Linked DNA regions of Mus musculus: region 2 is linked to region 1. The links are chromatin contacts, called in public promoter capture Hi-C maps. All regions are on one chromosome and are shown on one strand. Each heading gives the region's core, a stretch centred on a gene start, on an enhancer-like site or on the middle of the called end of the contact. The rest is flanking DNA. Distances are from core to core; before and after follow the strand shown. Region 1 holds the start of Mrps14 (mitochondrial ribosomal protein S14). Region 2 holds the start of 4930562F17Rik (a long non-coding RNA gene).

What was found. Promoter capture Hi-C pulls out the DNA fragments that hold promoters and counts their contacts.
Region 2: a promoter capture Hi-C map of hippocampal neurons shows a contact between it and region 1, with 6 times the contacts expected there. The contact joins the promoter of 4930562F17Rik here to the promoter of Mrps14 in region 1. A contact is called at or near these places in 5 of 39 promoter capture datasets (the 3T3-L1 cell line, 3T3-L1-derived adipocytes, hippocampal neurons and 1 more), 1 of 15 datasets of contacts at CTCF or cohesin (the NIH/3T3 cell line) and 6 of 484 Hi-C or Micro-C datasets (cerebral cortex, cortical neurons, embryonic fibroblasts and 2 more).

What each region holds. Positions count from the first base shown.
Region 1 is chr1:160,193,737-160,196,755 of GRCm38.p6, reverse strand. It overlaps Mrps14 (mitochondrial ribosomal protein S14), which reads right to left and starts at 1,541. Exons shown (of 3, transcript NM_025474.4): 1 at 1,445-1,541. The coding sequence starts at 1,489.
Region 2 is chr1:159,132,473-159,135,548 of GRCm38.p6, reverse strand. 4930562F17Rik (a long non-coding RNA gene) reads right to left here and starts at 1,268. Exons shown (of 4, transcript XR_865669.1): 1 at 1,052-1,268; 2 at 45-222.

The DNA of each region.
Region 1 (3,019 bases), core at 292-2,791:
AACTGCACAGGCTTGGTGGCAAGCATTTTACCCACTGAGCCATCTCATGGGGGGAAGACTTAATAGTTTTAGGAAGTAACTTATGGCATTTATTTGTGTGTGCATGTGCATACCTCATGCATACTACAACTCAGGTGGAAATCTGGGGACAATTTGCAGGTGTATTCATTCTTCTTTCTTAAGTCACTGTTACCTTCTCCCACACCCTCAGGTTCTGATGACTTCAGTACCCTTAGTTATAAAATTAGAAGCAATCTGGAGAGAATTTCCAAACTCCCACTACCATACCTGTGCCCCCTCGGCAGTATTTGTACTACACTCTACACCCCTCTCATTGGTTATATGACACCTCTGTCCATTACAGTGGCCATGAACCATGGATACAGCTAATACGCACTGGAACTGTAAGCAGTACAAGTGGGGACATAATTCTTGGTATTAACTCGCTTAAAAGTTTGGTTTTGGTCCAACTGCAAAAGTTAGCATCCCAACTGCGATATATATATATTTTAAGTGTCAGATACACAGACTTTGAAACCTGCTTCCAACAGAAGAATGCAAATGTCACATAAGTCATTCTAATTTTGACTTGTTAGGATAAGGATAGACCTGACTAAAAATATCTATCAAAATTAACCGCACCTCCTTTTTAAACTTCAATATAAATATTAGAAAATATTTAAATTATCCTTGTGGTTTGCATTACAATTCTACTGGACGAAACTGCTATTCATGACTTAACCACATTCCTAAAATCAAAATTCATACACAGACTATATCACCTCTTGCCTGCAAAAAAAAGGCAGATCTCCAGCGATTCTTCCCTATTCTTTATATCAGTGTTCCCCCACTCTAATATACAGATATGACGCAATGTCACAGTAAAGAAAAAACAACCCAGGTCCACCCAGGTCTCCCTCTAGTTGACACCCCTCCCCAACAAAACTATCCAAGACTTCTCCAACGTCCTTTGCTGCTCGTTCCAGTTTCTATCCGCATCATAACACTCCCACTCCTTAACTCTACAGCCAATTCTCGGCCCTTCCTTTAACTAATTCTGCTTTAGCGGAATGGCCTGCTCCCCATTCGAAATTGTCACCACCTGCTTCCAAGCCACCACTGGCTGACAGCTAGTTCCCTACAGTCTCTTTGCATAATCGGAGCCTCTGAGGTCTCAATCATCCGACTCTCCCCTCTCTTCTCCACTCACACTCGGCTCCTTATAACCCGGAGTCATTCTCGCAGCTTTCACATGACGGATCACACCTGAATACCAAGCCCTCGACTGCTGCTCTGGGCTCTCCTAACCTAGCCAGGACGGGAAAGCAGATAGGAGCCTTGGGATCGGTCCTCCGTGCGCATTACAGGTGACAGGGTTACGAGGGACCCACAGGACACGGAAATCAGGGAAGGGGTAGGCTGGCGAGAAAGGCAGGGGCCTGACCTGCCGGAAGGTCCGCAGCAGCGAGCCTAGCACGGACGCCGCCATGTTGTCTGCCCAGCCAGCCAACCACCGCCGCAGTACAACACCGGAAACAGGTTCTGTGGAGGCGGGGCTTATGCCCCAAAGGGCGGGTCCAGGGCAGGATTTAGCCTATAGAGAGGGAGAGGGTAGGTGCGGGATTTGAAATAACTCTCGCGTTATTTCATAGATAAGCAAATCATCCATGCGGACCGCCCACTTAGGCAGTAGGAGAATAGTGAGCCTGCGCGATCTCTCCTGGCCCTTGCTGTTCCTCTGTCCCAGCCCCGCCCAGCCTGCGCCTGTGTTCTGCGCGTTGGCGCCACCCGGCGGAAGCTTGGCAGCATTTGTCACTCATCCTGCAGAACTGGCACTGGTCACATTTCTGCTGTAAAGAAGATGGTAGTGGCCCTGATAGAGTTTCTGCTTGCACGCCAAGGGTTTAAATATGTATTATATTATATATATTATATTTATTTTATTATATTATATCATATCTGTATTAAGGTTGTATAGGTTTTACGTTTTTGTCTCTGTGGGTTGGACGGCGGTAGTGGTGTGTGTGCATGTGCCTGCTGTTTTCCCTTTAGTACAGGGCACTTTCCTGCCATCTTCCTAGCCTGTCTCCTAGATGTGTTGATGGGTGCAGTGAGGAACAGCCCATTGGGCTCTTTACACAGGAAGCTCCCAGGAAGAAGGAGAGTTTTTTTCTTTAAGCGTTACAAGTTAGTGAACATTTCTAATGGGCTAGGGAAACTCTGACTGAAACCATTTGGCAGGATAAGACAACCAGGAGTCCCTGCCATCATACTAAGATCTAAAAAGTCCTAGACCAGCAAGCAGCATCAAACCCTGGTTAAAACTCATTCCCACTCACCCCCACGCCACACACAACATAATTGGGCATCATCTACAGTCATCTCAAGATATGGGTACACGGCAAACTCTTTTATTATGTTTCTGTTGTTTTAAGATGCCTGTTTGTTTTCATCGGGAGTTAGATAGGAAGGGAAGTGGGAAGATCTTGGAGGAGATGAGGGAGGGGAAATATGCTGTATAAAAATATTTCTTTTCAATTAAAAACAGGAAAAGTTTCACTAATGTGTTACAATTTCAGAAAGCCAAACTTCTGGAAGGGGCTTGAAAGTCAGAAAGATATGTTTATAGGCTATAGAGTAAGAAATGAGTTTTAGGGCCGGGCGTGGTGGCACTCGCCTTTAATTCCAGCACTCGGGAGGCAGAGGCAGGTGGATTTCTGAGTTCGAGGACAGCCTGGTCTACAAAGTGAGTTTCAGGACAGCCAGGGCTATACAGAGAAACCCTGTCTCAAAAAAACAACAAAACAAAACAAAAAAGAAATGAGTTTTAGGGCTGGAGGGATGGCTCAGCAGTTAAGAGCACCGGCTGCTCTTCCAGAGGTCCTGAGTTCAAATCCCAACAATCACTCAGTGGCTCACAACCATCCGTAAGGAGATCTTACGCCCTCTTCTGGAGTGTCTGAAGACAGCAACAGTGTACTTACATATAATAAATAAATAAACAAATCTTTTAAAAAGC
Region 2 (3,076 bases), core at 19-2,518, 1.1 Mb after region 1:
GTCAGCGCACAATGCAGACATCGGCCACCAGAGGGTGCTCTTACCTCAAGAGAAGTTTGATAATCCTTTTTTCCGCAGGAGAAGATGTAGCTGATGGATTTCTTTCCTGCCTCTCCTTCGAGGCAGCTGTGTCAAGAGCTGGGCTGTCTTAGACCAAAGTCTGCAAAGCGCGATGACGACATAGCTGCTTCAGGCTCTAAGAACTGCGTCAGAGAAGCATATCTGAAATAATCACAGATTATACTGGATGGCGAGAGAAAGAAACAAGTCCAAACAGCTCAGAAAACAGGTCTTTCGGTATCTGGAAGCGGAAGAAGGGTTTCCTGTGATTCTAATGAAAGCTGCCTTTTGATTCTGAGCTGATTTGTCAGCGCTGCTCTGAATGAAATTATATATATAATTTTGCCTTAATAGATTATAGATTTTTCTTTGTTATTTTTTGAATAATTTGTTTTTTGCCGAACATGTGCATTTAGTGTTACTCTCCCATTTATTTTGTGCCTTGTTTCCTGGTTTTCTTCTATTACTAGAGTTATTCCAGCAAAGGACAGGAACTCATTCATCTTGTGATTAAGCATCTCATGGCGGCCAGTATTTAGAGACAATACCAATTCATAAGAGAATTTTATAAAAGTTTTCTAAAATGAAGAGTTTCTGGGGGCAGGGAGCTGGAGGCGTATAGACAAGTGATCACCAGCATATTAGTGACATTAAAATTTACAATACTTGCACAGATCTTCTAGGGATGCTGTAAATCCAAGGAAAGCTCGAGTCAGAGCCCTGCATTTGCAGCATGCAGATGCCTGTGTTCCTAGGAGCACACCTTCACTAAAGCAAAATTTTAGGCCTTAAGCCAAGGGGCTAGACTTCTTTTAAAAAGCAAGTTTATTAATTGTTTGAGAATGTTATAAATTATATTGTGATCATATTTGCCCTTTCCCAATTTCTGACATATTCCCCCTTACCCACATCCACTCAATTTTGAATTCTCTCTCTCTCCCCTCCCCTTCCCCCTCTCCTCCCTCTCCTTCTTGCTCTCACTCCTTCTCACCTGTTCTCTCTCTTCACCCTGCTATTGGTCCTCCTCCTCTCTCCTCCTCCTTTTTCGTATGAAGTTTGCGTTGCCCAAGTACTCTGGGGAGTGGGCCCTGCCCTGGAATCAACCTACAAGGATCACATCTTTAAGAAAAGCCGATTCTTTCTTCCTTTAGCAGTTAGAAAATACCAACGGCTTTTCAGATCCCAGTGGGATTGTCTATCTATCACTCTTGCTCCATGGTGGGGTTTTTCCTCTATCTTTAGTTTACACACATCTTGTGCATGATGTCATAATTGCTGTGGATTCATATATGCAACTGCCCCATGTATCTAGAAAACATAGTTTTTGTGAAGTCATACTTCACCTCTGGCTCTTACAGTCTTTCTGCCCTCTTGTCTGTGAAGTCCCTGGAGTCTTGAAGGGAATGGATGGGATATGTACATTCCATTCAGGACTGAGTACTCCATAATCTCTTATTCTCTGCATATGGACCAGTTGAGGATCTCTGTGTTAGCTGTCATCTACTAGAAGCAGCAGCTTATGGGTTGAAAGATGCACTGTATTGCAGCAACAGCATTAAGCACTACCAGTCACTTTAACGCTATGTCCATTTATCAGAATAATAGCATTAGGTTATCCTTTGTGTGTGTATATAACTTCATGTTCTTGGCTCTGTTAACAATGCATCTGTTTCTATCTCAGACAGTAGGCCATAGATCACATGTGAGAGTGGTTGGTTACTCACATAATGTTTGCGCCACTATTGCAGTAGTGGGCATGTCCTGTTAGGCCCATCATGTTGTAGTTTGCCAACTTTACAGTTGGGTTAGAATGGTGATTATTATTTTTCCCATCTAATAGTATGAATGTCATCTTCCAGCACTATGGAAGCTAGCTTTTAGGGGTGAAGCTTCTAAGTGAATACTAGCTTGATTGTCTGTGAGTCCAGTGTGTGGTGTCTTCAGAAATAGGGTCTTACCCTGAAGTTCTGTAGGAAATGAAATGTATTGGCAACAGCCTATAATGGTTTGAGGATTAAGGAATCCCATTGACCATCAATATGCAAAGAGTCAACCCATTCCTTAATACTGAGGTTTTTATTTAAGAATATGTTCTGTCTGGTTGGGGATTGTGGAGCATCCAAGATCCTGGATGATAAAGAAGTTGTATGGAGACCAGAACTTTCTACCTGGAGTTTTGCAGAGATATTTTCTCACAAACAATCTTGCATTTGGCCTCCACCTTATAGTTAACCCTGGAAAACCCCTTTCAGGATCATTTGTTGTTCTTCAGGAAATGTGATTTATCCCAGAAATTTTGAAAAAAAAAATCCCCCTTGCTCCTGGTTTTGTTTGTTTATTTGTTTGTTTTTCTCCTATCTTTACAGCCACTTTCCAGATACCACAGAAAACAGAAACATCTAGGGCCTAAATAACTGAGATGCCTCTCTACTTACCTCTGGTGCTCCAGGCATAGCCTTCCTTTTGGAGTGTCCTCTTTCCAGCCAGTGTTTATTGTCTTCATGCTATAGCAGGACTCAGTCTGGACAGATGAACCTTAACAAAAAGAACTCCAGATTGCACTTAGGATAAAAACCTGTTGTTAATGTGAAGGTAGAGGTCTGTGACAATCTTCCAGGTGGACAGTAGTTCTAGGTCTTATTCCTGTTTTGTAAAAGTCAGGAGACATTGCCTAATTTCTTCACTGGATCTAGCAACTTTTCCTTATAACAGATACTTTTCACTGGGGCTTGGCCCACAGTATCAAGGACATAGAATCAAAATAGCACCAGTAGCTGGGGACCAACATATTCCCATGGCAGACATTACATGTTCAAACCACAACATAGAGTCACTCTTCTAAGCTTACAGTCTAGAGGTTGGACAGACATGACATGTTCAAACCATGGCACATAGTCACTCTTCTAAGCTCACAGTCTAGAGGTTGGGCAGACATTACGTGTTCAAACCATGACACATAGTCACTCTTCTAAGCTCACAGTCTAGAGGTTGAGATGACAAGTCAACTGTTCGAGTG